Regions from separate parts of the Macaca mulatta genome. Here region 2 is linked to region 1. The links are chromatin contacts, called in public Hi-C maps. All regions are on one chromosome and are shown on one strand. Each heading gives the region's core, a stretch centred on a gene start, on an enhancer-like site or on the middle of the called end of the contact. The rest is flanking DNA. Distances are from core to core; before and after follow the strand shown. Region 1 holds the start of STX6 (syntaxin 6). Region 2 holds the start of IER5 (immediate early response 5).

Region 1 (3,438 bases), core at 552-3,051:
AGCTAAAATGATGTAAAAGTCAATCAAAACTCCGAACCAATGTTCCAATAAAGTAGTGATATTTAATCAGTGAACAAGCATTAGACGACTGTATTGGATACCGTCAAGAAAAAAAAAATGCCACAACGGCAGAAGAATTTAGGCTTTTGACAAATTCCATAAAAAGTCAAACAAAAAATTTCTGATCATCTCTGATCTCCACTGCCAGAGATAACCTTTGCCAACCTAAGCATTAAGAACTTTCAATCAAGGAAAAAACACATTTTTAAAATTAACCCCTAATCAATTCTTCTAATAAATATCACATTTTCCAGGTAGGGAGTCACATATTACCAGTAAATCTACAACTCAGCATTTTCCCATCTAAATTAGAGTAAGGTGAAGAAAAAGACCTTTCCAGGGAAATGTTAAGAAATATTATAAGTGTATTTTACTGCATCATCGATAAAATCTTTCACCTAAAATGCCATTTAAATTTTCTACAATACTTGAGTATACAACAGCCAGCTTGTACCACTACAAAAATAGGAAGCTAGCAGCAACTCGTTAAAAGCAAGGGACATTCTGTGATCAGTACTGATTTGGGAACTTTGCAGTTTTCAGATTTTTCATGTTTGACATTTAAAACAGAAAACTGACACGTTTCTAATAAGAAACTAAAAGTTACATCAGAATTAATCTTCTTGCATTTGTTTAATGGCTACAAAGTGGATATTACAAAGTGCAGTTGAAGTTTCTATCTCCAAAGAAACAATCGAGCAAGATGGAGTTAGGACAGCTTACAAGGGAACAGAAGGCAGTTCTATTCTGAAAGGCAGAAGAAATAGGAGAAACCTGTCAAACAGCCTGGATGATATCAAGGAGTTAACAAGCAACACTCATTTCCTTTAGCACTGTGAGAAAATTCCGGTTGCTAATAGAAAGCTGAGGAAAGTTTGGTTTGGCTTGTTTCATTTTGTTTTCCTTCCAAATCATCACTGAGTATGAACGACTGCTTTCCTCTCCTCACATTACTCAGTAAAAACTCCCCCCATTGAATTGTCTTCCTGTGCCCTGCTCCCCAGCCTCCCAGATCGGCCCCCGCCCCCGCCTCCCTCCCAGCAAACGTGCTCAGACGCCTCTGGGCTTGTTGTGGTCTCGCCAGTCCTGCGGACGAGCGCTCCAAACTCAATGGACAATGGAGTTCACCCCCGTCAACACGAACTACAAAGCTCAGGAGGGCCATTTCCCTTTTCCTGCCCAGATGCTGTTTTCGCTCCTTCGAAGCAAGGTCCCATGCTCGAATAGACGGCCAGTGTGAGCTAGGACCTGCGTGTCTCCTTCTCACCTGCAGAGCTGCTGAGCCCCTCGACCCCCAAATAAGTTGTACCGCAGCGCACAGGCCAAAAAGGCCCCACCACCACCAGGGGCTTGGCTGGGGACAGTGGCTTCACCGTCCAGGTAGGGATGCAGGAGACGTCTCTGGACGCTTGGTCATGGCCCTCAAGACTAAGCCGTCTCCACTGTGACCCCTCCCCAGCTCCAACTTGCCTCCCCTCCCCCTACTGCGAGAAGACCGAGGAGGTGCGGGCAGGCAGCACCGCCACCTCTTCCTCCAGTGGAGCCCTCGGCCGACACTCACCCTTTCACCACAAAGAAGGGGTCCTCCATGGACATGGCGTCCCGGCCCCGGCCGCCTCCACCTCCACCGCGCACAGAGCGCCCGTGCCTCCCGGCCTCCTTCCGCCCACCCGGCCTGTTCCCGCAGCCGCCCGCGCCTTAGACTGGGGGACGCCAAGCAGCGGGCACGCGCGCAGGCCAGGTGCACGGGACCACCGCTGGTCCAGCACTCGCTCAGCACCACTGGCCGAATCCCGGACTCCAGAGCCGGCCCCCTCTGCAGCCTCCAGTCCCGGCTCCCCCCGGCGAGTCAGAGAGCCTGACCCCACCCCCAGGACCCTCGGCTGCGGCCAATCACGAAAGCCGCCTGAAGCACGACTTCCGTACCCCACTCACGTGATCAGGGCCTGCCCCTCCCCCAGTGGGCGGGGCCTGGGCCTGCGTCCCTCCGCCCTGGAGGCGGAGCCCTCGGGGCGGAGGAGGTGGGTGGCTTTCTACCGCCCTCTCCTCAGGCTTGAAGGTGAAGAGCGGCTTGTTCCCTCAGAGGTAGGCAGTCGGCTTTTCAGGATAAACTGTAGTTGTACCTGTTTTGCAAAATCCTCTTACCTTTCCTCTACTTTTAATACTTGATTTTGACAGTATGTAATTTATAAATCTATCTGGTCCTCGACTTAAAATGAAGCATAGTATCTGATTATGATGCTACACAGCTCCTTCAAGTAGGGTCTTACTTTGTGTTGGAGAGTGTGCTAAAAAGTTGTGTATGCATCATCTCAGTATTCTTTGGGGGAAGGTATTATTCCCCTCCTTCCCCTTTTTGGGGGGCAGGGACTCTCTCTGTCACCCAGGCTGGAGTGCAGTGGCACAATCACAGCTCACTGCACCCTCGACCTCCTGGGCTCAAGCGGTCCTCTCGCCTCAGCCTCCCGAGTAGCTGGGACTACAGGTGAGAGCCACCACGCCCGGCTGATTTTTAAATTTTTTGTAGAGATAGAGCTCTCAGTATATTGCCTAGGCTGGCCTCGAACACCTGAGCTCACAAGACCCTCCTGCCTCTGCCTCCCAAAGTGGTGGGATTACGGACGTGAGCCCCTACGCCATCCATTTCTCCCATTTTGTAGATGAGAAAATAAGTTCAGAGAGGCTTCACGACTTCCTGTAGTCACACAGCCTGGACAGAGCAGAACTGCAGATTCTGTGCACTTTCCACCAGATGGGGTGTACTTTATGTTGCTGTACATTCTGCAAATAACCATGTAAAGTAATTTTTCATACAGCATATGGTGCCTCCCAGGAGAGCGCACCTACAAGGAATAAAGAAGGGGCCAGGTATGACAACTTCCTCTCACTGTGGTTCAAGGACTATTCTAGAAAACATTTTGCCCAGAACCTTAGCCAACTCATATGCTAGATATGCTGTGGAGTTTGTGGATGAGGATTGTGGACTTTGATTGCTGAAAATCATTGAGCACTTAGTGTGTGTGTGTCAGGCAGGGTGTTAAGTGTTATCTCGGTTGCTCTTACAGTGCGATAATTACTGCCATCATGCCCATTTTATAAATGAGAAATCTGAGACTCTGGGAGGGTAAGTGACTTGCCCAAGGTCACCAGTCTGGAGATGGCACAGTCCTTGGAGCAACACAAACCCCGTTTAAACCTTGGCTCTATTGTTCAGCTCCTCATCTATAAAACATAAATAATAATAGCTAGTTCATGGGTTGTTGTGATAGTTAAATAAAAATGCGTGTAAACCTCAAGATCCCAAAGGATTAAGTTACTGAAGTCAGGAAAACCAGTAAGGACGCTGCTAAGGTCATGTGGCGTGAAGGGATGAGGGCC
Region 2 (3,438 bases), core at 445-2,944, 65 kb after region 1:
ACAGAGAAGTGAAATAATTTTCCAGAGGCCATGCAGCAAGTGAACGGAGAAGCTGGGATTCCAAGCCAGGAAGCCGGCCTCCACAGCCTGTGCTCTTAGCCATTGCTTTATAGTGACTAACAACTTGCAAAGAAAAAGACAAGATAAAAATTCTTGCATTATTACTTAATATATGCTACTTGGTTTTGTAATTTTTGTGTCATTATTTTATCTCTTTCTCTGCATGGGCTGAAAATTCCTAGAGGGGGGAGGAACTGGGTCTCAGAGCCTGCAGTCTCAGTTACCATCAGTTGTGGGCACAGGTAATGCTACTGAGCCATCACATCTTCTGGAGATTGTCAATTGGTCATGATCAAGCCCACCCTTCACTGGTATTTTTCCTAAATAAATTCATTGCTTGGCCAATCCCTGGGGCAGGATCAGGCCCAGGGTTCCACATGGACTCCAAGAAAGCAGTGCTTAGTTTTCTCATTCAGTTTGTGGCTGAGAAGTTGTCATTTATCGTCTGTACAATAAAGCAGATGTGTATGTGACTTCCCCTTTTCAGCGGTGGAGACACTGAAGCGGTCTGAGGTTATTTACCCAGAGTCCTCAGGCAGGTCTGTGGTGGAGCTTCGGTGGAACTAACTGGAAGTGACTCCATGTTTCCAGTCCAGGACCCTGGGCAACCCTGTGGTAATTGTGCCCTGATATAAGGACCAGTAGATGGACTACATTGTTGACTGACCAGAAAATTCTGGAACTCCCTAGCGCTATATTTTTACCTTGACACAAAATGAAATTATGACATCATCATGGGAACACAGGACTTCTTTCTTTTTATTTTCAGACCTTGCTCGATTTTTCCAAGGGTTGACTGATCAGTCCTTGTAATGGAAAAATGGAAATGGGAAAAAAATCATTGTGGAGAACCTGTAACATCTTCCATTTAACCTATTTGATAACTGGCTTTGTTCCAGAATCTAGAGAACAAAGTGAAAGATGCCGGCTTTAGAGGGCAACCAGTAACTTTGTATCTAGACACAATTCCTTGATAAGAAGCCAAGAACCTAGCCAAAAACTTTTAGAATCCCCTTTTTCTTTGGTGTTAGAACTGACAGCTGCTAAGAGTGTATGTGACTCTAGCGGGGAAAGCGGCTCATCCAAAAATAATGACAGCCAAATACTTTGCAGTAATACTATTTGTTATCCAGGGGTGTCCTCCGCCGCGTATAGCCACCATCTCTATTTTTGCCAGGGTTGAGGGGAATCGCTTACAGGTGTGGCGGGCCTGGAAATGGTGGCGTGGCCGGTTAGGGCGGAGTTGATCAGGAAAAGATCAGGACTTTATGGCAGAACAGAGTCCAACACCGTGCTCGGAAGAAAGTTCGAATATTTTGTTCGCTTTGGTTCCGGCAAGCCATCGCACAAGCCAGAATCTGTAACTCCAAACAGTAGCGCCCTCGAGCACGGTCCCCAACACGGTCCCCAACACTCACTCCCCATCGGCCTGGTCTGCGCCCGCAATCCGTCGCCCCCTTTAAGAGCTTGCTCCGCGGGACTAACGTTCGAACGGGCCTTGGCGCCCCTCCTCGGGCTCCGATTGGCCGTGCGCGGCGCACGAGGGCGCGCCGGCCAGCCGCGGAACGGTTGGCGGCCCTTCGTGATTGGCGGTCGAGGAGTCTATATAAGGCGCGGGGCGGCCGGGCTGCCCTGTTTAGCTACCGGACCCGAAACGGGGTAGTTGTCTGGTGTAGAGAGGTCTGCGGGGCAGTGAGCGCGCGTCACCGGAGTCATTTCTCTTCGGAGTCTTAGGTGATCAAGGGTGTGCCCACGGGGCGGACTTGTTTGCGCCTCCCGTTCCCTCCCAGTTTCCGAACGTAACACCCCGGCGCCGACGGCCCTGTGCAGGGGAGGCAGGATGGAGTTCAAGCTGGAGGCTCACCGAATCGTCAGCATCTCCCTGGGCAAGATCTACAACTCGCGGGTCCAGCGCGGCGGCATCAAGCTGCATAAGAACCTCCTGGTCTCGCTGGTGCTGCGCAGCGCCCGCCAGGTCTACCTGAGCGACCCGTGCCCCGGCCTCTACCTGGCCGGTCCCGCTGGGATCCCGGCGCCGCCACCGCAGCAGCAGCCCGGGGAGCCGGCGGCCGGGCCACCCGCCGGCTGGGGAGAGCCGCCCCCGCCCGTCGCCCGTGCCTCTTGGCCGGAGACCGAGCCGCAACCGGAGCGCCCTTCCGTCTCACACGCGCCGCGGGTAGGGGACGAGGTGCCAGTGACCACGGTGACCGGAGTCGGGGACGTTCTTCAGGGCGGAGAGGCGGACGCGACGGAAGCTGCCTGGAGCCGCGTGGAGCGGCCGCGCCAGGCGGCGGCCGGAGAAGCCGAGGGTCCCGCCGGAGGCTGGGGCGTCTTCCCCGAGGGATCGCTTGCCGCGCGCCGCCCCTGCGGCTGCCCCCTAGGCGGGGAGGACCCGCCGGGTACACCGGCCGCGACCCCCCGCACTGCCTGCTGCTGCGCGCCGCGACCAGCCGAGGACGAGCCCCCCGCGCAGCCCGCAGTGTGCCCCAGGAAGCGCGGCGCGGCGGGGGTGGGCGGCGGCCCAGCGGGCTGCCCGGCGCCCGGCTCGACCCCGCTCAAGAAGCCCCGCCGGAACTTAGAGCAGCCGCCGAGTGGAGGAGAGGACGACGACGCGGAGGAGATGGAGACCGGGAACGTGGCTAACCTCATCAGCATCTTCGGTTCCAGTTTCTCGGGACTCCTACGGAAAAGCCCCGGGGGCGGCAGGGAGGAAGAGGAGGGAGAGGAGAGCGGCCCGGAAGCCGCCGAGCCCGGGCAGATCTGCTGCGATAAGCCGGTGCTGAGAGACATGAACCCCTGGAGCACAGCCATCGTGGCCTTCTGAGCCCTTGGCCCCCATGCGGGGAGGAGGTTGAGCAGCGGGCGTCCTCGAAGTGAGGGTCGGGCCCTTGCTGGCTGCGAGGACGCCCAGAGACCGCGGCCGCTGAGCGCGTTGGGCAGACTGGTTGCCGCTGGGCATCGCAAACTGCCCCCGGGCGCATCTGGCTTTTCTGGAGACCTGGGAGCTTGAGGCTCATTGGAAGAGGACGATCTTTAACTTTTTGTGTTTGTGTATGTCTGTGTATGTAAGTTTGTCTTGTGGCATTAAGACTATTTTGTTCTGGAATGCACCACTCCTTCCCCAGGGCTTAAGAGATTGGGGGCAGACAGGGACTTTCCTCTGCCGGCTGCGTGGAGAAGGAAGCGGCTAAAAGGTTTGGGCCGGGGAGTTCCCCATTCGTTCTCCGGGGAGGGAGGGACTTTACACCCACCCCTCACCGGAAAGCTAGACCCGCTTCAGGGCCAGGAGTGGCGTTTCCGCACAGGATTTCCTAAGACGAGAGGGATTTAGGCAGCAGCACAGACTTGGATTCCTTCTGTCCCTCCCCACCTTTCTCT

What was found. Hi-C and Micro-C count contacts between places; a contact is called where the count stands out from the background.
Region 2: a contact with region 1 is called in a Hi-C map of fetal cortex germinal zone, with 3 times the contacts expected there. The contact joins the promoter of IER5 here to the promoter of STX6 in region 1. A contact is called at or near these places in 5 of 14 Hi-C or Micro-C datasets (CD4 T cells, blood, cortical neurons and 2 more).

The regions. Positions count from the first base shown.
Region 1 is chr1:38,432,626-38,436,063 of T2T-MMU8v2.0, forward strand. STX6 (syntaxin 6) reads right to left here and starts at 1,802. Exons shown (of 8, transcript NM_001261300.1): 1 at 1,622-1,802. The coding sequence starts at 1,656. MR1 (major histocompatibility complex, class I-related) reads left to right here and starts at 2,096. Exons shown (of 6, transcript XM_078001069.1): 1 at 2,096-2,145.
Region 2 is chr1:38,497,981-38,501,418 of T2T-MMU8v2.0, forward strand. It overlaps IER5 (immediate early response 5), which reads left to right and starts at 1,695. Exons shown (of 1, transcript XM_002802002.4): 1 at 1,695-3,438. The coding sequence starts at 1,901. The coding sequence ends at 2,884.